2 separate regions of the Gossypium hirsutum genome follow, and region 2 is linked to region 1. The links are chromatin contacts, called in public Hi-C maps. All regions are on one chromosome and are shown on one strand. The core of a region is the stretch at or near the end of the contact, and the rest is flanking DNA. Distances in the headings are between cores, read along the strand shown. Region 1 holds the start of LOC107957434 (probable galacturonosyltransferase-like 1). Region 2 has its middle 20 kb from the start of LOC121223938.

Region 1 (5,055 bases), core at 943-3,442:
CATGATCTCAAGTAGCTAAAATTTATAAATATAATCAAATGAGACAGAAATGCTGAAGTTTATGATATTAACTAGCTAGAAAAGTCAAAATATAGAAAACAAAAAGGTTGAAAAAAGTATTTAAAAATATAGAACTTGAACTTTGTAGATAGAAACCTGCGTATTGGCACTCGTTAATGTTATTTAAATACAAATTATGTGCCGGTAAAATATATGAAAATATTATACCAAACCTAACTTTACGAAGACAAATCTTAGTTTGAGAGTTGAGAGTGAGTGAAACTATGGGGATTGCCGCTTGAAGCTGACCCCTTTTACTCCTTTTTCAACTATCATCTTCACATTGTGGGGCTAAACCGTGTGGCTTAGGTCGAAACATTTGATTCCATATTTAACGATTTAGTCGTAATTTCTTTATTTATTTTAAAGAAAAAAAAAAGTAAGATTCGAAACTTAATTTTCAAAATAAAGGGGTGAGAGATGGCAGTGCCGACAGCAGAAGGTTGTCAATGTCGGTTGAAAAGGGTAGCATGATTGCATGAGGTTCAACTTTTTTTTTTTCCTTTTTATATCAAAGATCCAGAGAGGAAATTCGAAGGGGATCTAATCAAAGAAAATAAAGAAGAGGGGTGTTTAATTAAGAAGGCTGGGGTCATCGTGTAGAGAGAAATAGGGGGGTTTGTCATGTGTATAGCACATGCAAAGCTTTGCCTTCGGTTTATATATTAATTGCTTCGTGTAAACTCTATTAATGAAAGAGGGAACCATGCATGTCCCACTCACATCCTTTTGTTTTAATAACTAAGGGCAACTAACTTATTTGAGTACAATGGAATTCGAAAGTAGCTACCCATATACTGTGTTATCTTCCTTTTCATGTTAATCTTGTAAGCGTATAATATAAATTAAGACCAATTAGGTAAGAAGCTTTATGTTGGCCAAGAAAATCAAGTTACAAGTTTTGTATAACTCATTTTATCTCTAAATTGCAATTATACTTTAAAAATATCAAAGATGTATGAAATAATAGAAAATAATAATCAACACTTGGAAAGACTTATTGGATTCTTGCGAATATGACAAACGATGGCTTTTATAACATTATATTATGTGATACAAGAAAAAGGGAGATATTATTATGGAACATGGTGAATATGGGCATGTAATTTTCAAAAAAGAATAAAATAGAAGTGGACGGTTTTAGTAATTATGGAAGGCTGGAGCCCTGGTTAGGTCACATATTCGTGATACAACACAAGAAGTTAGATAAGGTGAGAGTGAGAGGGAAGGCAAAATGTCTAGTTAAGAGAAGCATTTCCCACCAATTTCTTGGTTTCCATGTCCCTATCTCCTAACAAAAGTGAACTTCCGTTTTGTCTTTAATGATTACCTATGACTTGCTTAGGTGGCACTCTATGGACCCACATATTGCAGCCACCTGGACTGGGACGACGTTGCCTTGATAATATTATTTAGCTTTACTGCATTTTTAACTTTAGGACACCGGTAAGCTTCTGCATTTAATTTTTCACGGAATATGTGGATCAAATTAGAGACCAAAAGAATAAAATAATACTATTTTTAATGTTTTTTTTTTTGGTTACGCTGAACATGCAAATCCTTAGATTGAAGGCAAAAACTCTTGTGCTAGGGCTTTCCTAGACGTGGATGGCTCAACTAGATCGTTGATAATACGTCATTGTAAATTCAAGTTAACTACAATCCGCCCTTTTTGTCTATTTTTTTTTATATGGTGAAAAAGAATGAAAACCAAGAAAATTGGAGAAAGAATGTTTACATAATGGGTTCTAGATACAGTAAAAAGGCTAGTTTTAACGTATTTTCTTTCCCAACCTTACCATGTTTAATTAGCAAATCTTGAATGAAAGACATTCCATATCTTACCATAAAACGGAAACTATGTCGTAATGACCTGATTTGCTACCATATTTGTACTCATTAAACCCTATTACCATATAAATCACCAACTGACTTGACTGCAATTTTGTAATTATGTCAATCAATACAAGGAGCATTAAAGAAGAAGGTAAATATATGGTTTTAATTAATTTAATAGATTCATATGATTATTTTTAAGATTTAAAATTTAAATATATGTTGCTTCATTTTCAATATGCGATCTTTTTCTTTATAAAAAGGGAAAACATTTTGCAACAAGCAAATGTGAAGCCAAAGACTTGAGAGTTTGAGTTGTTTCAAAAACCTTTTACTTTGGGTGGCTGCAGCACCCCTTTTTTGGCACCGTGGGAACCAAGGATCCGTCCCCGCCCCCACTCTTAAAAGGGTTAATAAACGTAGTCTAAACACTTTATAGCCCTTTCTTAATTTCCGATATCCTCTTGGATTCCCTCCAACAAAATGCCTGAACCACATGGTCACCTCCACCGACACCACCTTCTTCTCCTCCTCTTCCTCCTCATCACTGCCACCAATTCTGCCCCTGCCTCCGCCACTACCACTAATTATCAAATATTCAAAGAAGCTCCACAGTTTTACAACTCTCCCGCTTGCCCTTCCTTGGACACCAATGAAATGTGCTCCCACCAAGCTGTCCATGTTGCAATGACCCTAGACGCTGCCTACTTACGTGGGTCAATGGCTGCCATTCTCTCCGTCCTCCAGCACTCTTCTTGCCCTCAAAACATCCGCTTCCACTTCATCCCCTCCTCCACAGCCAACCACCAACACCTCCGCCTCACTATCTCCCGCTCTTTCCCTTCCCTCAAGTTCCAAATCTACCCATACGACTCCTCCAAGGTGTCGGGACTCATTTCCACCTCCATCCGCTCGGCGCTTGACTGCCCTCTAAACTATGCCCGCAACTACCTCGCCAACCTCCTCCCACCGTGTCTCAGCCGAGTCGTTTACTTAGACTCAGACCTCGTCCTCGTCGACGACATTGCTAAACTCGCCGCGACGCCGCTCGGAGACCGCTCGGTTTTAGCTGCACCGGAGTATTGCAACGCCAACTTCACTTCCTACTTCACCCCAACCTTCTGGTCAAACCCAACGTTATCTCTAACATTTGCCGGACGCAAAGCCTGTTATTTCAACACTGGGGTAATGGTGATAGATTTGCAAAGATGGCGACAAGGAGATTACACTACCAAGATTATAGAATGGATGGAGCTTCAAAAGAGAATGAGGATCTATGAGTTAGGGTCTTTGCCACCGTTTTTACTCGTCTTTGCAGGGAATATAGCTCCAGTTGATCATCGATGGAACCAACATGGCCTCGGAGGAGATAACTATAGAGGATTGTGTAGAAATTTGCATCCTGGTCCAGTTAGCTTACTGCATTGGAGTGGGAAAGGGAAGCCATGGGTGAGATTAGATGCAAACAGACCTTGTCCTTTGGATGCTTTATGGGCTCCGTATGATCTGCTGCAAACACCATTTGCCTTGGAGTCCTAAAATTTTGGTATCTTAATTATTTTTATATATGATTACTCTATGTTTTCATATCTAGGCCTGAGATTTTTAGTTGGATGAGGCCATAGAACATACACACAACATAGATTTGAGTGTAAAATTAAGATGTTTCTCTCTTGCAGATGGTGGCAAATGTTGGGGGGGGGGGAGGTGTTCAATGTTCATAGATTATACAACAGAGCTTTAACAATCTTACTACATTAATCTACTTTTTGTTTTCTTTTCCATCTATGTAATTGAAAACAGTATATATAACAACTACAGCTATAGATCAAGAAGAATAAATTGGTTTCAAATTTTATGTTCATCTTCTCTTTTTAATTTCAATTGCTGCTTGATTGTTAAAGTGATGAGGTTGTTGAAGACAATATACATGTTCAGTAATTGGTTTCCATTTTCTAACAGTGCCCAGTTTGTTTACTACCTATATAATTCTTGCAGTTTCTAAATTTGAAGAGGAAGCTTTATCATGGGATACATGGTAATGGGTACAAATAATTTACTATTCTAACTTTTATTATTTATGGTTCTTTATTTTCTAATTTCCCTCCTTTACTTTTGGGGGTTGTTACTGTCCTGCCAAAGCTAGACATGTACCTTTCATACTTTGACTAAATTCTTGAGATTGATATTTGATGGACCAGCTAGCTTTACTTTTCCCATTTAATTACATTTTCTTTATTCTTTTTAAATAATCTCTATTTGTACTTATAATCTCTATATCCTTGAATATATATATATCAGTAAATCTAGCTATTCCAATAGTAAAATTGCTTAAGGTTTTCACAATCAAATCTATCAGTTCAATTAGGTTTTTAGCATAGTTTAATCAATTGCAGTTCAATTGTTCTAAAATTTTTCTTTGGACTAATATCTTGGTGGATTCGTTGGTATGAACCATTCTATTAAATAAATTATTTAAAATTCATTAGATCAATATCTATCAATTCAATTAAGTTTTTAGTTCAATTCAACTAATTTATATTAGTTTGCAGTTCAATTAAATAAATTTCACGAAAATAATAATGATGTTTTCATTTATTATTTTATAAAATTTTAAATATAATTAATAGGACACATGTTATCATCTATTTTGTTTAAGCGGTAGTTAAGAGTGAAAAACTTGTTGACTCAATTCAAAATCGCTAAAAATCAATTCAATCGATTTCTTTTAAAGCTGGAATTGAACCAATCCATGAAAAATTTTGAATAAATCAAACTCATTTTTATTAGTCGATTTTTTCAGTTAATCAACATTTACAATTAAAATAGCAAACTTTCAAGTTCCATATTCAATTACGAGTGAGTTGAATTTGATCAATTTCTTTTAAAAAAAACAAATTAAGTATCATGATTTGGTTTGAGTTAAGTTTCAATTTTTTTCATACTAATTTTGAGTTTTGAGTTTTTGAACTTATTTTAACAAAATAAGCTTTATTTTATAACCTTTAGACATTTTTCGATAAAATTACAAAACTTTTTTCATAAATATTTCTAAAAAATTATGTTTGAAGTAAGTAAAGTATGATATTTGTTTGAAAATATCTTTATATATAATTTTTTAAGTTATTTTTACTATTCCAAATATGAGATATTTATTTT
Region 2 (5,055 bases), core at 1,468-3,967, 79 kb after region 1:
GGGGATTTCGGAGTCATTCTGACACTGTCCCACACAACTTTAAATATCTCTTTATAGGAAATTTCTTTGCTTCCAAGGTCTCTTTTATAAGAAACTAGACTAAATAAGCTTTGATTACATATTTTATTCAGCCTATAATTCCACACCAACAATTTATAGTGATTTTCTAAAATCACGTTACTGCTGCTGTTCAAAGCAAATTATTACAATTTGCTCTTAAATTTCCAAGTCCAAACACATATGAACTTACCATTTGAGTTTAAGACATATCATGGCCACATCATATCTTATTAAATCAACTCATTATGTCCTATTATGATTGAATTTACTCAACGTTTAATCACTTAAAACTTACCTCGGAAGTGGTCGACGACTAGATATCCACGGCTATTCGTTTACTTTCTCTTTATCCAAAATTGCCCCTCTATGCTCTTGAGCTTAATTAACAAAATTTAAACTATTTTAATCACCTTGTTATATCATTAAAAACAACAAGGTAAATCTTCTCAATGAAACTCATACATAAGGCAACACCTCGATACATCTGCACACATTCGGTATTTCATAAAAACCATCCCAAATACATTTACCTAGGTATCACCATGTCGCCTTATATACATATACTAGTTATGTGGTCAATTTTTCCGATGACCTATGCATATAACTAATTACACCTTTAATAATATTCACAAAGCCGATTATCCACATGACTACCTTAGCATATTATTAGTTAGCTTCTTATCCAAATTTGCCATAAAGAAAATTAACTCATATCCCCTCAAGTGCATAAGCAATTGCATCCAAAGGACACTTTAAATGCATGTTATGAAGGTAACCGAATGCACATATATTTATACCAAGGCATCATATACTTCAAACCAACTATCAAGGCATAAAGCCGAACCTTCAAAATCAATTATCAATACACGTTCAAACATGCCCTCCTACAAATATACAAGTTCTCCCTTGGTTAAACTAAATCATGCTTTAAGGTTTAATGTTCATCTTTAACACAATTACCACACTTCAAACTAAATTTTCAGCTTCATATATCCCACACCAGATTTTTTTTCCATGCTCAATTTCCATGGCCGAATGAAATTATGCCCTAATTCATGAATTTAAACAACATTGGCCAACTTTCCAAGCTCATTTGAGCCATCAAGCACATTTAGTTTGTTCATACTCAACTAGAATCAATTATCCTCCCAAAATCATCAAACATACAAAATATACCCCATTAAGCTCATGACCGATTGCTACATGCTTCATGAACACAAAAATTTTCACATGGGTCTTGTTGCAAGCTTCAAAACCAACCAAAATTCACAACTTTTCAAAGAAAATAACATGAACCTTACCTTATTTGAAGCCTTCTTTTGCCGAATGCCCTAAGCTCAAAGGTTTCTATTTTCTTTCTCAACTCACGGCAAGAAGAAGAAGAAAATGGCCTTGTTATTTTCACCTCAAACATGTTTTTTCATTTATTTCATTAACTTTTATTATATTCTTTCTCCCATAACACACTAACACAACATGTTTCCAACATGTTTCACCCCATAACATTTTGTCCACTCTCATGCTCATGGCCGGCCACTACTAATTAGGGGGGAAATTGACATGCAAGTCCACCCTTTTTATTTCATGCACTAATAGATCCTTATGTTTTGACCTATCACATTTCAAAAGTGTCACACATAAGTCCTATTGACTAAATTCACATGCAATTTACTAAATCAAAGCTTAAAACTTTCACACATTCGTATTCACATATAATAGTCATAAAATATGATGGCTAATTATTTTTATGACTCGATTTTGTGGTCCCGAAACCACTTTTCGACTAGGGTCAAATTAGGGGTGTCACAATAAGTATAATCATAATTGGAAGTGCAAAATACATATCTAAATATCTATTGTCAAAATTAGCTAACACAAAACACGGTTAAATTAATAATTGAAATAATATCCCAACAAGGCCCACACATAGTGATACTTAAGAATAAAATCTAAATTGAGAAGGACCTAAATTTGTAGTTTATTGGTTGGGTATTCATTTATCATAAGAATAACTTGAATTCGAATTATCATTGTACTAAAGAAAATCTAAACTGAGAACTCAAATATAATGTTTACACATGATAAAACTCAAACTTAAAATTTTAAAATTCTCCTTAGTCTGTTAAGTCAATGTCTTACTAGTTTTAACTACATTTATTCATGGCCATGCAGCTAGCCCAACTTGATTTGAATTATAAAAATATAAAAAATATAAAAATGAAAAGATATTATTATTAGTTAACATTAAAACTAGTTTACAACAATGTTGTTTGAATTGAATTGAATTGCGAATCGATCGGAGTATCAGTCTGGAGAGTGACTTTAAATCTATTAGACTACGAACCGATTGAATCGACTAAAAACTGTTTGAATCAGTGGTTGAACTAGCTAAGAACCAAGTATTTTTAAAAATTTTAATTTCTTTTTAATTTTTAATAAATCTTTAATCAAATCGATCGAACCATTGAATCATTCATTTGGTCGATTCAATCACTAATCCGATTTAAAAAAGTTCACATACATAATTTCGCGGGTCCAAAAATAAGCCTAGATTGACTTTTTGTAAAAAAAATTTTGGGCTGCAGTCCAGGTCAACTCTACCCACTCGTGTTGTTTTGTCGCTTTTAAGCCATGGGCCCTTGGCCATAACCTTCGTGTATCCATTTTTTTTCATCAGTGAAGTTATTATAGCCTAATGAAAAGTCATTAATAACCATTTATTTCTGTATAATTGAGAGAAACCCCCGACGTTTAAATTTACAAAAAAAAAAAAAAACAAAACGAAATCAAACCTATTTATTTCGTCATTTATTTATTCATATTTCCTATCAAGACCCGGCCAGGTAAACAGTTTCCTCCATATTTATAAGTGCGAAACCTTAATTTCAGAGTCCTTAACGCCCCATTACCTATGTTAAGATTACCAAATGCAAATTATATAACATCCAAATCCCTTTCAAAAGAAACATCAAGAACAGCTTTATGCTTACCGCAGGATAATAGCATCATAAACAAAATACAGAAATGGAGAGTAGCTTAGGGTGTTTAGATAGCTGTAGCCACTTACAAAACCCTACCAAACTACGCAGAATATGCAGCAATGAAAGGTATCTGATGAGGCAAAAGTACTTAAGAAGTTATCCCTTGACGATGACCACCAATAAGAAGAAAGAGAAAGGAATTGTAGCAAACAAGTGGTGGAAGGAGAAGCAGATTAAGTACAGCCGGATTCATCATTGGAATAATAAGCAAACAGTGGGATCAGAAGAGGTTAAAAAATCTAAACCCAAATTCCCTGGTTCATCCTCTGTCAAAGCCTGCTTCAAAATGTTGCTGGTTTGCGTGGTTAAAGTTGATGTAGTTTGAATGGTGAATCTGGAAACAAGCGGTTTATGAAATTATACATTCATAATAAGTGTTCAGAGTTCTATCCACATCCACCAAAGAGGGAAAAAAAAGTTAAGAAAACTGTAGATTTCCTACAATTTAAGTAGTATAGTTTGATTCTGTATAATCTCCAAGATTTTTTTTTCTTTGTTTTCTGCTTTATCTGGGACCATGTTGAATTCTATAAATGGCGAAGTCACTTTGGCCATCGTGTGGCGATATTAAGGTCTAATGAAGCACCTGAACAACGGTCATCTACTCAAAATCAACTAGGTGAGGTGATCACTATATAATCACTCTCAAACCATGTTCACTAAGATAAGCCCAAGAGGTCCTACAGCTTAGGATCAGTTAAATCTCTCTGAACAAAATTATATCTAATTCAAGGAGAACAGTACCCCCGGGGGCTTATTGGCTTGGGACCTGGGAGTATTAGCCATACCAATTTAGACTACATAATGAAGCATTTGAGTGAAAAAAAAAAACTACATTATCAAACATTTTAATGAAATCTAAATTTTTATTTGTAAAGTAAATTATATGACGCGTGTTTTAATCTTTTTATAAATCAATAAAAATATATCCATGATGCGATTTGAATCAAGAATATTATGTATATAAAATTTATTTATTTATTTATCATTTGAATTAAAATAATTTCTAATTTTCATTTGAAACTCTAATAAGTTATATATTTGTATATCTATATATACTATTTATTAAGTTTTTTTACTAATTTTATCTCATCCATCAACTAGATCCCAACTCAGTTAGAAAATTACTAAAACCCCATTTTATTTGCAAATTAAGTTATATGATATGTGAATGTTTTCATCTTTTTATATTCTTATATATATATATCTTCTAAATACCTTATTTCTACCTAAATATATAATAAAATTTCTAATTTTATTTAGAGAGAATTAAAAAACAAGTTAATAAAGCTAATCGTGAAAACAAATTATCCATGACAGGTTATGTATAAAAAATAATCTCAAGTAGAAAACCCCATTTCAGGGATGTGTAATTGGAAGGGCCATCCATAAGATCCAAAAACAGAAGCTTGAAAATATTAACTGGAGTTGGCCTGTAATACATAAGGCCATGCAAACCCAAACTGTTGGGTTGTAGACTCTTCTTTTTTGTTGAGTTGTAATAGGCAGCCCGATGCCTTGTTGACACTGGAACGGAAAGTGTTGTTAAACTGACATGACAAACTTTAGAGAAACTTTTAAGAAGAAGAAGAAGAAATATATGTTATTGATAAGAATATAGTTTCTGGTACTTTAAAATTAGAAAATAGCCTAATGGTTAATATTGATGATTCTCATTCTATAAGCAAAATGCTTACTCAATTATATATAAAGAGTATCAAATTTATTTAAATTTAAAATTTCAATGTTTTCAAAACATTTTCTAACTAACCTCAGCTACATATAATGATTTATTTAATCCTCTAACTTCAAAAAAAAGTTATTTTAGTCATCCACTTAATTTTTCGTTTCTTTTAACCATTAAACTTGCATTATTTGTCGAACCACTCCAAAATGGATGGAAAAATTAATGTCTATTAACTTTGTTGACATGACATCTCTTAGTACAAAACTC

Evidence for each region. A called contact is a pair of places that touch in the nucleus more often than the background predicts.
Region 2: a Hi-C map of leaf shows a contact between it and region 1, with 2.3 times the contacts expected there. The contact joins the enhancer-like site here to the promoter of LOC107957434 in region 1. A contact is called at or near these places in 4 of 34 Hi-C or Micro-C datasets (all in leaf).

What each region holds. Positions count from the first base shown.
Region 1 is chrD11:23,144,123-23,149,177 of Gossypium_hirsutum_v2.1, forward strand. LOC107957434 (probable galacturonosyltransferase-like 1) reads left to right here and starts at 2,193. Exons shown (of 2, transcript XM_041106521.1): 1 at 2,193-3,442; 2 at 3,576-3,801. The coding sequence starts at 2,380. The coding sequence ends at 3,435.
Region 2 is chrD11:23,222,169-23,227,223 of Gossypium_hirsutum_v2.1, forward strand. No RefSeq gene overlaps it. Among protein-coding and RNA genes, the nearest start is that of LOC121223938, 20 kb to the left of the region's middle. Within about 2 kb of position 2,718, at least 2 of the 9 cell types and tissues checked have an H3K27ac peak or open chromatin away from gene starts, as enhancers often do. A contact at or near this core is called in leaf, where this site is marked.